Regions from separate parts of the Pan troglodytes genome. Here region 2 is linked to region 1. A link is a contact called in public HiChIP or PLAC-seq data. All regions are on one chromosome and are shown on one strand. The core of a region is the stretch at or near the end of the contact, and the rest is flanking DNA. Distances in the headings are between cores, read along the strand shown. Region 1 holds the start of DNAH5 (dynein axonemal heavy chain 5). Region 2 holds the start of TRIO (trio Rho guanine nucleotide exchange factor).

Region 1 (3,139 bases), core at 308-2,807:
GAGCTAAACTCCGTCTAAAAAAAAAAAAAGTTAATCAGGTTTTAGCAGGCCTGACAAGGAGACGAAATCCTCCCCGCCTCATGGAGATCTGGGGCTGGTCTTCCTAGAGTTCATAGTCTAGTGCAGGGGCTCCCAACCCAGGTCTGTGGTCTGTTAAGGAACCAGACCTCATCGTAGGAGGTGAGAGGCAGATAAGCCAAAGAAGCTTCATCTGTATTTACAGGTGCTCCCCATCGCTCACATTACTGCCTGAGCTCCACCTCCTGTCAGATCAGCCAGGGCATAAGAGTCTTATAGGAATACCAGTGCTATTGTGAACCGCCCATGGGGGAGATCTAGGTTGCACACTCCTAGGAGAATCTTAATGCCTGATGATTGGTCACTGTCTCCCATCACCCCCAGATGGGACCATCTAGTTGCAGGAAAACAAGATCAGGACTCCCACTGATTCTACATTACGGTGAGTTGTATAATTATTTCATTATATATTACAATACAATAATAATAGAAATAAAGTGCACAATAACTGTAATGTGCTTGAATCATCCGGCAACCACCCCCTGCCCCATCTGTGGAAAAACTGTCTTTCACGAAACCAATCCCTGGTGCCAAAAAGTTTGGAAAGCACTGGCCTAGTGGATCTGCTGTGACCAATATAGTAGCCACCAGTCACACTGGCCATTGAGCACTTGAAATGTGGCTAGTCCAAATTGAGATGTGCTGTACGTGTAAAATACACATCAGATTTCGAGGACTAGTACGATAAAAGAATGTAAACTGTCTCATGAATAATTTTTATATTGGTAGCATATTGAAATAATATTTTGGCTGAAACAGTAATGACTTCATTAATGAATGAAGAAACTGAAACATACTATTAAAATTAATTTCACCTGCTTCTTTTACTTTTTAAAATGTGGCTCCTAAAAACATAAACTTTCACATGTGTCAGGCATTATATTTCTATTGGACAGTGCTGGCCCAGATGAGAAAGATTTTGCAGATACGAAATATTTCTATTCAAATTTTTTTGGAAAGTGCTTTAAGGCAAATTTGCTTGGAATTCATACATGCCAATGAGGTATTATTCTGATGGGTGTACAGTGTTTAGAAAGTTATCTTTATTACCTATAGATTAAAACTCAAAGTTAAACGTTTCTATGGAGGTCTTAGCTGGAGAAATAGCTGTGAAGGTACCAGACACGGAAGCAATGAGAAGAATCTAAAACTTACAGTCTAAGACTAATAATCAAGACTGTGCGAATTAATGTTGAAATCTTCTAAATTTCATTTTGAATTATTTTTTCCTCCTAAAGCTAGAAACACTCAAAATTCCACATTCAAACAAATGCTAAACAATCAGGGGAGAGCTAAGAGAAACCTAATGGAAAATAGTCAAGAAACGGCACCTGGGGCCCAGTGGCAGGCCAGAAGCTCTGGGCTTCCCCGGAACCGGAGCCGGCTCCGAGCATGCAAGTAGCTCGGGAGCCGGAGCCCGGGAAGCGCAGAGCCGCGCCGCGCCGCGCTAGGGGCGGTGGCCAGGCCCAGGCGGAGCATTGCCCGTCGCCATGGCAACGGCAGGGGCAGCAAACAGCCGGCTAGCCGGGCGGCCTGAGCGGACTCCGGAGAGCAGACGAGGGCAGGGCGCGGCGGCTGCGGCGGGGTCCTCCCTGCACCGGGGGATCGCTACGAGTCCCAGCGGAGCGCCGCAGCACAGCGCCATGGACAAGCTGGTACTTTGCGCGCTCGGGCCACGCGGCTCCCACGCCCAGCCAGGGCCGCCGCGGCGCATGCGCGGCCGAGCGGCCCGGGGTTCCCTGGCTCGCGGGGTTGGCGGCAGAGACCAGGGAGGGGCTCGGCTTGTGGTCCGGGGTTTTCAGAGTTTGGGGGCCAAAAGCACTTTCTTGACCTTTTAGGGCTGGGATTGCTGTTTCTGGAATTTCGCACGTTTTTTTCCTCAGGTGGTAGTTGTCAATCACGCCTACCAGGGCACCCCAAAATGCAAAACGCACTAAGTTCAGGGACTTCCTTCTCTTCCTCTTGCTGCTAAAAAGGCCATTGGTTGTCTGCGACGTGGACCCAATCCACCCATTGTCCCATAGCGAGCATCAGAGATATCCAGGTGTGGCGAAGGTCGCTTTTGTGTCTGTCGTTCGTTGGCTGTTACCAGCTCTCATTAGCCTTTGGGTTTGGACAAAAGCGAATGTTTAGTTCCCCTGGAGAGAGGGAGGGGTACGGTGTGCAGAGAAAGCCCCGCTGGGTGGGTTCTTTCTGTCTCTTACATTTGCCTCGGTGCTCATCGGAGCAGGTGCAGCTGGAAACGCACGCTGTACATTTACATCAGCTTTCATTTCATTAGTCTGGCTCTTTTTTTTTTTAAGTGAATATTGTGGATTGAAGAATAATCCAAGTACAGTACTTGTTTTTGCATTTATCTTCAAGGACGATTGCATTCATATATATTTTCATCAGGTACACTATAGTCATATAACTGTAGGGATCTATTATGCTAATCGATAAAATATGCACTTTGTCATGATTTTAAAGATATAAATTTATACTTGTTGAATTAAGAGCAATGTATCTAGATTATGCAAATAATACTTCAGCGTTTTCCTCCTCTCTGTAGATATTTACCTTTCTCAAAATTGGCTTTTATTTTTGTGTGTACCCTTTTATGGTAGACATATTAATATTCTCATTTTCATATAATTTATGTCATAAATACTTGGAATTTTCACTATATTTTGTGTTTATTGAAGACATACTCGTTAGCTCTTTTTAGTATTTCAAGTGACTGTTCTCATTTTCTGTCAAAGAAAATGGGACCCTGAAATGACAGATGACATTGTTACTTCTAATACCAATAAACCAATGACTTTTTTCTATGTCTTAATTTTAAATCCATATATACTACAATCTTACATAAATTTACCAAGTTTTCCCCTTTAAGGATATAAAGCATGGCTATTAGCTTTCATCTGGGTTGTTATATTTTATTAATTATGCTTGCTTTCAGGTTTCAGCGCTATGCTCTTTGCCCCTAATTTTCTCTTGGTCTGTTCAAGTTGAACTTAAAGAATTTGAAAATTATCAAATATCTCTTATTTAACTTCCATAGTAAACTAGGAAATTACAT
Region 2 (3,139 bases), core at 407-2,906, 130 kb before region 1:
CACTCCCAGCCACAACCAATCTGCTAAAATGAATCAAAAATAACCCCGCCTAGCAAAGATCAAGACAACCAAGAGAAGACAGTACTAAACCAGGTATCTACCAGCACTGCTAACTTCTGCCTCTCACCATCGCCCTCCCGCTGCAATTGCTCCTCGTGACCCGGATTGGGGAACTGATCTCACCGAATCTGGGGAGGTGATTTTCAAAGAGGCCACGGAAAAGCGTGAACCGCCGACCTCCCGCGCGTCCCCCAGCGCAGGGCCGCTCCCCCGGCCCGTCGGTGTCCCCAGCCCGGCCGTCCTCCCCGAGGCCGCCACCAGCACCCCCGCCCGCCTCTCCAGGCCCGGACCTGGCCCGCCCTCCTCCGCTCTCCAACCCGGAGTCTGCATCCTCCCTGCCCCGTGCCCGGCCCGCTAAGGACTGCGCTCTGGGCTGCGGGCCCCGAGGCCGCCGCCGCCGCCTCCTCCTCCTCCTGCTGCTGCTCAGCCGACGCGCGAGCAGACCGGACTGGGCGCGGGGACGCGGGACGCGGGGACGCGGGCCCGGCTCGCGCGGGATCTGGGCCGGAGCGGGAGGAGGCGCCGCCGCTGGGGTACCGGGGACGCCCTGTCACGCCCCCTGCGCAGCAAACCCGGTGCCCCTCCCGCGGACCGGTCGCCACCCGCGCCTCTCCCGCGGCCACCCCCTCTGCGCCGGGGTGGACTCGGGGCCACCTGGCACTGCCTCCACCTCCACGCCACCCACACAGTGCCCCGCGAGCCCCAGCCCCGCGCCGCCCCCCCGGGGCCACGTTCCCAGCTGACCCTCCCGGGTCGTCCCCGGAGACAATGGCTCACCGCGCCTCCCGGTCCTCCGAGCTTCAGCTCGGCCACCGTCCCCACTCCCTGGGCAGTGAGTGCCGTGACTGCCCCGTTTCACAGAAGTGTAGACCAAGGCCGGGGAGATGACAGGCTAGAGGGCCAAGCAAAGAAACCCGGCTGCTAATGGGGTCGAGGAGGCTCCAGATACAAATCAGCCAGAGACAGGCACAGATCAAAGACCAATTTCCCGTCCCGGACCGGCCCCGGCTCAATCCGCTCGGCCTCCGGGGTAAGAGCCTCCGCCCACGCCATCTCCGCCGCCGCCTCCTCGGTCCTCCAGCGAAAGAGACAAAGAGCCGGCGCCCCAACCCGCGAAGCCGCGGGGGCCGGGAGCAGCAGACCGGGGGATTCTGCCCTAAAACGAAGGGCGGGCGCAGGGAGGGCGAGGTGGTGGCATTCGGGCCAAGCTGCCGCGCGCCCGGCTGCGCGGGCAGCGGGACACGCGGATGTGAGGCGGGCAGCCCCGGCGCATGGAAGCAGTGGTCCCAGGCGAGAGCGTGCGGGCCCCGACGGACGGACGGGCGGGCACCAGCGCGCGGTGGCCGGAGCTCGGCAGCTCCGCGGCGGGTCGGCCGAGCGCTTGGGGCAGCGCCGCTGGGCGGGCCGGCCGCAGTTGCACTCACCGGATCGGAAGAAGGCCGCGATGTCGGCCAGGTCCTTGGCCGCCTCCTCTGCCCCCTCGCCGGCACCGCCCCCGCAGCCCGAGCCAGCCGCGCTGGCCGCCGCGGCGGGGCCGGAGGACGCGGCGGGGGCGGCGGCGCCGCCGCTGCTGCCGCTCATGGCTGCGGCGGCGCCCGCGGCCGCGCCCGCCTCGGGCCCCGCGCCCCTAGCGCCGCGTGCCGCCCGCTCCGCGCCGGGCCTGGCGGCGCCGAGCACCCAGCTGCCCGCGCCCGGCGCGCGGACGCAGAGCCCCGGGGCGGCGGGGGGCGGCGGCGGCGGCTCGGCCCAAGGAGCGCGCCCACATAGACGAGGACTCCGCCCGGTAGCCGCGAGCTGGCCGAGGGGCGGAGGCGCGGAGCCACGGCCTCCCGGGCGCCGGCCGGAGCGCGGGCAGCAGCACGCGCCTCCCGGACACGCAGTCGCGAGGGCGGGGGCCCGTGGCCGGCGAGAGCTCCGGGATCACGGGCGCCGGCGGCTGCCGCGAGCCTCCATCTTGATTTCAATGGGGAAGGAAGGAGGGGGGAGGGGGAAATCACGGCCGAGGGAACCCGGGTGAAAGGAAAAGGGAGAACAGGGAACGGAGAGGAAGGAAAAAAAAGAGGGGCTTCGGTAATTTCCGGCGAACTTCGTCAAGGGCCGAGCCTGGGCTCGGCGGTGGGCGGAGCCTGGGGGAGGGGCGGGGCCGCGTTGGGCGGATGGGCTCCCGCAGGGCCGGCGGGGAGGCTGCAGGAACGTTCGGTTTGGTTCGGTCTGCTTCCCCGGGGCAGCTCCAAGCCTTGGAAGGCGCAGGAAAGCTCTGACCAGGCGGGGCGGACCTTCCCAGGCCCGGCATTGCGCCCTCAACCGGGGCGCTGGCTCCTGCACCGGTGCGCGGTCCCCTGAGCGCCGAGGCGTTTCGTCGTCTAGCCCGCAAGGCGGGGTGACGCGGGCCGGGGCGGGTGCCTCCCTAGTGGGCTCAGCGCTGGCCCTGGCTCGGGGAGGGGGCTTCTTAATAGTTGTTGAGTGAACATAGAGGGCCCGAAAACAGGTTATCTGCTCCAGTCCCGGAGGCCACGGTACTCCTAAGGGTACAAAGCTCTCCTGTAAAATGGGATTCCTCTCGGTGTATCCCCGTCTCCCAGGGGACTTTCGGCTGCTGAACCTCGGGTTCACGGTTTCTCAGTCCTTACTCCGCCAGAATGAATGGGGAAGACGACGGGGTCTGGGGAGGCCAAAAGAAATGTTCCTTTGCGGAAGATCCATGTCAAATCAGCGCTGGACGAATATTCTAGTTCAAAACGCCTATGCCCCGGCTACGAGGAGAGTGAAAGGATCCAGTGCCGGGGGAAACAGGCAGAAGCAAGAGAGATGAAAAACAACTGGGTGATGAAACCACCACACGAGTATACTGGAAATAGACAAATGTAAATGGTGGATGGTGGCCATCAAATCTTCACTGCTGGAGTGGAGGTTACAGCCCGGAAGAGGCTAGAGTGATCCTTGTGGTACAGGGTTAGAGTTGGAGACATCGGTATGGACTCATGTTTGGGGTCTACATCTATATTATATATTCATAATGTATATAATGGGTCTGTACAGAGATTTGTAGATAAAGGGTCGTACACATACTTGTATCTCT

Evidence for each region. HiChIP or PLAC-seq counts read pairs in DNA pulled down with a chosen protein or histone mark.
Region 2: an H3K4me3 HiChIP or PLAC-seq map of stem cell-derived excitatory neurons shows a contact between it and region 1, with 2.6 times the contacts expected there. The contact joins the promoter of TRIO here to the promoter of DNAH5 in region 1. A contact is called at or near these places in 1 of 7 Hi-C or Micro-C datasets (stem cell-derived neural progenitor cells) and 1 of 1 datasets of contacts at active chromatin or transcription factors (stem cell-derived excitatory neurons).

Annotation. Positions count from the first base shown.
Region 1 is chr4:14,661,693-14,664,831 of NHGRI_mPanTro3-v2.0_pri, reverse strand. It overlaps DNAH5 (dynein axonemal heavy chain 5), which reads left to right and starts at 1,557. Exons shown (of 79, transcript XM_016952957.4): 1 at 1,557-1,733. The coding sequence starts at 1,569.
Region 2 is chr4:14,793,443-14,796,581 of NHGRI_mPanTro3-v2.0_pri, reverse strand. TRIO (trio Rho guanine nucleotide exchange factor) reads right to left here and starts at 1,656. Exons shown (of 57, transcript XM_016952961.4): 1 at 1,485-1,656. The coding sequence starts at 1,641.